Regions from separate parts of the Sus scrofa genome. Here region 2 is linked to region 1. The links are chromatin contacts, called in public Hi-C maps. All regions are on one chromosome and are shown on one strand. Each heading gives the region's core, a stretch centred on a gene start, on an enhancer-like site or on the middle of the called end of the contact. The rest is flanking DNA. Distances are from core to core; before and after follow the strand shown. Region 1 overlaps IL1R1 (interleukin-1 receptor type 1). Region 2 overlaps IL1R2 (interleukin 1 receptor type 2).

What was found. Hi-C and Micro-C count contacts between places; a contact is called where the count stands out from the background.
Region 2: a contact with region 1 is called in a Hi-C map of subcutaneous adipose tissue, with 2.2 times the contacts expected there. The contact joins two enhancer-like sites. A contact is called at or near these places in 5 of 47 Hi-C or Micro-C datasets (blood, embryonic fibroblasts, epiblast stem cells and 2 more) and 1 of 2 datasets of contacts at active chromatin or transcription factors (skeletal muscle).

The regions. Positions count from the first base shown.
Region 1 is chr3:52,256,399-52,259,447 of Sscrofa11.1, forward strand. The region is part of intron 1 of IL1R1 (interleukin-1 receptor type 1); the gene reads right to left. Among named protein-coding and RNA genes, the nearest start is that of IL1R1, 77 kb to the right of the region's middle. Within about 2 kb of position 1,478, at least 9 of the 83 cell types and tissues checked have an H3K27ac peak or open chromatin away from gene starts, as enhancers often do. A contact at or near this core is called in subcutaneous adipose tissue, where this site is marked.
Region 2 is chr3:52,374,012-52,376,976 of Sscrofa11.1, forward strand. It overlaps IL1R2 (interleukin 1 receptor type 2), which reads right to left. Exons shown (of 9, transcript NM_001243363.1): 5 at 2,760-2,931; 6 at 611-673. Among named protein-coding and RNA genes, the nearest start is that of IL1R2, 30 kb to the right of the region's middle. Within about 2 kb of position 1,495, at least 19 of the 83 cell types and tissues checked have an H3K27ac peak or open chromatin away from gene starts, as enhancers often do. A contact at or near this core is called in subcutaneous adipose tissue, where this site is marked.

The DNA.
Region 1 (3,049 bases), core at 228-2,727:
ATTCTTATTTCCCCAATACAAATTTTTTTCTACTGTATAGCATGGTGACCCAGTTACACATACTTGTATACATTCTTTTCTCTCCCATTATCATGCTCCATCATAAGTGACTAGACACAGTTCTTAGGGCTACACAGCAGGATCTCATTGCTAATCCATTCCAAAAGCAATATTTTGCATTTACCCCAGACTCCCAGCCCATCCCACTCCCTCCCCCTCCCCCTTGGCAGCCACAAGTCTATTCTCCAAGTCCATGATTTTCTTTTCTGTGGAAAGGTTCATTTGTGCCCTATATTATATGGTGATATCATATGGTATTTGTGATATCATATGGTATTTGTCTTTTTCTTTCTGACTTACTTCACTCAGTATGAGAGTCTCTAGTTCCATCCATGCTGCTGCAAACGAAAGGGACTTTAGAGGCACTGAGCCTTTGCATTTGGGAACAGCATGATCCCAGCCAAGGACTATAAGTCCAAAGGATGACTTATGGGCAGAACCCCTCCCTGGACATCAGGACAAGCCACACACCATCCACGGCCATCCACCTCCACCACCTCTGCAGAACTCCAGCCCAGAAAGGAAAGGCCATTTGGAGAGAGAAAAATTCTAAATAGATCATGCTGCTACCCACAAAGAGACTGAGTCTTTTACCCAGGGAGACTAAACAACTTTGCTTTGGCAAGGTTTTTTTTTCTGGCTTCAGATGGAAATGAGGATTCATGAGCTAAGGTGCCTTCAGCTGTGGAAAAAAAATAAAAAATTATTACATGTTGCACACAGGGCCTCTGTGATTCTGGCTACGCTTATTTTTTATTTATGGAACTGCCAGTAACTGTTCACAGAACCAGAGCGTTCCCTGAGACAGATTTAAAAACCGCTGTCCTAGATGGACTTCCTTCTATGGCCTCGTTTTTTTGGCTCCTTTCACACATTTTCCATCCCCTGACCTCCAAATAACCACTTTTTAGATCTGTGTCTCTTCCTACCTCCCATCACTGCAATTTCTCAGTTTTAATCAGCTGAATGTTCTCCCTTTCTCTAAGCAGTTTTATGTGGGCTCCTGTTATCCTCCTTCTACTCAAGTTCCTCTGATTTTTTTAAAGACCTTTACCCATCAGGCATCCACGTGTGCACTAAGAGATGAGAGCTGGGGAGAAAGTATAAAATATCATAAGACTTCCACAGACAATAAACTATGCCTTAACCTCCTTTGCAGGGGAAGAAGAAAAGACAGACATGGCAGGCAGCCCTGCCAACTCTTAATTCTAATTTCAGCTTTCATGTTGCTCAGTGAATGCAAATGACCACAGAGGCTTCTTGGACCTGATTTTTCCCACATTAACACAGAAAGAGCACAGTAAGTTCCTGAGGCCAATAGACTAGTAACTTTCAAGAACTGGTAACACTTAACAGAACTGGACTAGTGGTCCCTCTCTTATACCAGCTGTTTTTGGTCTGATGATTGCTTCAACACACAAAACAAAAGCCCCAATAGTCAAACCATTCATCACCATCCAAAGGCAGCTGTCATCGACCTTCCTACATCATCCAAGAAGAGCTGATTGAAACCTTAGTCATATGCTAGACACATAACAAAAGTTCTGCTTTCATTAAACACAGTTGTTGTTTTTTTTCTTTTGTTTTGGGTTTTGCTTTTTAGGGCAGCACCCGTGGTATATGGAAATTCCCAGGCTAGGGGTCGAATCAGAGCTGCAGCTACCAGCCTACACCACAGCCACAGCAATGCGGGATCCCAGCCACATCTGTGACCTACACCACAGCTCATGGCAATGCTGAATTGTTAACCTACTGAGCGAGGATCCAGGATCGAACCCTCATCCTCATGGATACTAATTGGGTTTGTTTCCTCTGAGCCACAAAGGGAACTCATTAAATGCAGTTTTAAATCTAATATTCTTTATTTGTAATTCCCACCATCTTTGGTTCTCTGCAAGTTTCTGTAATTCGTCCCTCAGTTTGTCACTTTCCCTATTCCCCAAGCACCTTCCAAAATCCGGATTTTCACATTGCATGCAACTCTTTGATCCTTTCTGAACATAACTGCCAATTTATTTTCCCTAAGTAGTTTGTGTTGAATACGGTTATTGTGTAGATTAAAGATGGCTGAAAACCTGTCACTCCTCCTCTAATTAAGAGGCAAAGTCTGATTTTCCTCCCTTTGAATCAGTGACTTACTCAACCAATTCCAACCAACAGGATGAGGTGGAATTGGCATTCTGGGACTTTTGACACAAGGTCATCAAAAACCTTGTCGCTTCTTCCCAGGCTTCTTGGTACACTAATTCTTGGTGCCCAAAGCAGCCTAACAAGAAGTATCACTCTCCTGAGACTGCCACACTATTAGAAACCCTAAGCCACATGGAGGCCAACATGGATGCACTCCAGTCCACAGCCCCAGCTGACCGCCAGCGTCTACCCCAGCCATGGAAGCGCCAGCCATCTTGGATCTTAAGCCAATCAACTCTAGTCAGCTTCTATCACAGGAGAGGCCCCAAAGGAGAACTACCCAGCTGAATCCCATCAAACCACAGAACTATGAGAGATAATAATAACCGTTGTTAGATTCTAGCATGATAATAGACAAAGCAATGACCACACTCAGGAATGCTCACGATTCTCCATGGCCTGTCCTGACTATATAGAGTCAGCCTGGCATGTGAGATCACTCAAAATTAAAATGACATCTATCCCCGGCATCACCTCTGAACAATACCCAGGTACGGAGTTCCTTAAGATTATTGATATGACTTTCTCACCAGAAAATAAAGAAAAAATGAGAGTTATGAAATGGCCAAGTAGATTTAGCTTTCAAAATACTATTTTGAGTAAAAGAAGTAGCTATAACTTCATACTTTTCAGCAAATGCTCACTGCAAGAATGATTAGAAGAATGATTATTTTCTAGGGTTGTTACTCAATAATTTCCCAAGAAATAGCGCAGCCCATGAGAACTAAGCCTCTGACAGCAAAAATATCCGCAAGAGTAAGAACAGACCATGCCGTCTGACAATAGAAGCAGAAGGAAA
Region 2 (2,965 bases), core at 245-2,744, 120 kb after region 1:
GGAATCAGGGAAACACAGAGCACCAGCCAAGTGTTGGCAAAGTGATTTATTTTTTTGCTTTTAAGGGCCGCACCCACAGCATATGGGAGTTCCCAGGCTAGGGGTCAAATCAGTGCTGCAGCTGCTGGCCTACACCACAGCCACAGCAACACCAGATCTGAGCCGTGTCCACAACCTACACCACAGTTCACAACAATGCTGGATCCTTAACCCACTGAGCAGGGCCTGGGGTCATCCTCAGGATACTAGTTGATTTTGTTTCCACTGCACCACGACAGGAACGCCCAAGTGAATTATTTTAAATATACTGCAGGCGCGGACCCTTAATCTTTTCCCACTGTGTATAACTACCAGAATGGTCTGATGTTTGCCTTGAGATTTTTGTAGGTGGGGTTTTCACAAAGCAAAATATACCTGTTTCCAAAAGGCCATTTCTGACAGTGCTGGACAAAGGGAAATGTTCCCTGGCCTTTGCTATTTCAGCCTCTCCCACTGCAGAGGGTCTCCACCCAGGACCTGCACACACCCCAGGGCGGGCGTGGTCGATGACACAGGGGTCGCAGGACCCGACTTTGGGACAGCAGGCACCCGTGGGGATCATGGCCCTTACCCAGTGAAGCAGATATGGTCTGGCGTGGGGAGATAATCACGGGAATTGTCTCCTCTTCTTTTTCTGAGAAAGACACAAGGAAGAGAGTCAGGGAGGAAAGCCTTCATTTGAAATGAGGGTGAAGTTCTATTGTTTAGCTAATTAACTGAATTGTCCTCTGCAACAGGGCCAGCATTTGTGAGGCTTGGAAAGGAAACTGGTTCTCCACCAAATAGAGCCTCTTGGGCCAATGCCTTTCCCAGAAGACAGATTCCTGGAAGAAGCCACAGTTAAACACACATTCCACCAACAGATGGGGTAGTGGTTAACCATTTCCCTCCCCAGCCTCCTGGAGGAACACTTAATAGGAACATTCACCATGTCCACCAGAAAGGTTTTACCCTAAAGTTTTCTGGCCCTAAAGTTCATCCCCCCACTCCAGCAGCACTTCCCCAAGTGCCTGCAGCAGGACACTGGCGTTACCTACAAAAAATTCAATATGAAAAAGGCACAGGGGCTCAGGAACCACCTGTCTGAGATGCTCACTCCACACTGAGGGACAAGCAGAGTGACCCAGCTTGGGGAAAGGGTCCTGCTCACTGAGAAGACTGGCACCTCAGGGAGGAATCAGAACCCAGCTCTCCCAGAGTCAGGTCTCCTGGCAGCTTGAAGAAACCCCGGGCCGGAGAACTGGAGCCAAAAGGACAGCTTGGGGTGGATGAAGGGCTGCGGGTCTCCACCTTCACCTCTTAAAGAGCATTTGAAACCCTAACAGGAGGAAGCATTAGGCAGCATCCCAGGAGAGCCCAGGGAGCAGTTGGCTTCTCCACCGTGACGGTGACCAGGAGCCTTTCCCTCCCCAGTCACAGGGCTGCTGCAGGGAGGCTGGGGAGCAGGGAGGGGGAAAGGAAGCTTCCAGGACTAGATACGTCAGTGGGTCCACACTCTCTATGCATCAGCATTGCCTGGAGGCTTATTAAACACAGATTGCTAATCGTTTCTAATTCAGGAGGTCTGGGATGGGGCCTGAGATTTTGCATGTCTAATGATACCCAGGTGATGCGCTGGGTCTGAAAAAGGACCACCGTTTAGGAACAATGGAGACAGCGTAATCATGAAAGAATAATGCGTGGGTTGGCGCACCCTTGTGTTCATATGCAGTATCACACGAATAGGCTAATCCTGGGCCCCTTCAAAATCGCAGGAGTGGAGGGATTCTGCCATCTTCCACTCCCCCGTCAGGGAGCAAGGTGTTAATGTGCACGAATCCTCATAGAACAATCAAAGAAAATAGAGATTTCCGCTCGTAGGAGGCACGATTTTCCCTAAAGTAACTCTGAAGCTCTGGACCCTCTGGGAGAAAAAAAGGTCTTTTTCCCTCATAGACCAACAATGTAACCTTAATCGCTGTAACGATTAAGGTTCCGACCTTAATTGTTGGAACTATGAAGGAACTATAGTGGAAGAGAGATTTGGAACTATGCAGAGCTCTCATCAGTTGTGTCGTCATTCCGTGTATAAAAGTGCCATATTCTCCAGAACAGGGGCCAGGACTTCAAACCTTGTGTGGCCCTTCCCCTAGCCTTGACATCCAGCATGTAGGAGGTTTGGAAGAAATGATGGACAAATTTGACATACTGGTCAATATTGTCCACAATGTAATTTTTAGGTAGAATTCATTTAAACCAATGAGAGCCCTCCCTTTTCTATAAGCCTGGTTTCATAGGTAACTAGACATGCCCGGGGAAGACCAAAAAGGGCAATTTTCACCCGCCCTGCCAGTGCATAGCCTTGCAACTGAAAAATCCAATACAATCCTAGTATCCTAGAATCATACCTAAAGTTATGGCAACTGTTCTGACGGCTGGACCTGGAGGTGCAAAGGGACCTTCCAAGTGAGCCAGCATTTGGCCCCCTCTAGTGGTATGTGTTTTAGCCTCAGACTGGGAACCCTGTCAAATACCTGGGGATTCACTTTTCCTCATGAAAACACCCTGCTTCCTACATTTCCAAGTGTCACACGTCTCAGAAGCCTGATACTTAGATGTCATATCTATTTTCCTTTTGTACAAAGATAGTCAAGGAATTCTAGGTGAAACCCGACTTTTTTCCTTGCACACTTGTCACTAAACCAGGGTGAAGAAAGGCATCTTCCATGGCTTGTACTTACTTTTGATACGGAGTTTGATATTCCTAGTGATGTTGTATGACCTTCCTCCATGGGCAAATGTCATGGCACAGGTGTAATAGCCCGCATCCTCCACAGAGACATTGTTTACGAGTAAGCGAGTTCCCCTCACACTCAGAAACTTCTCACCACCTTGATCCAAAGGGACAGACTCCTTATGGGAAAAAGGTTTTCAGAGTTACACTCTA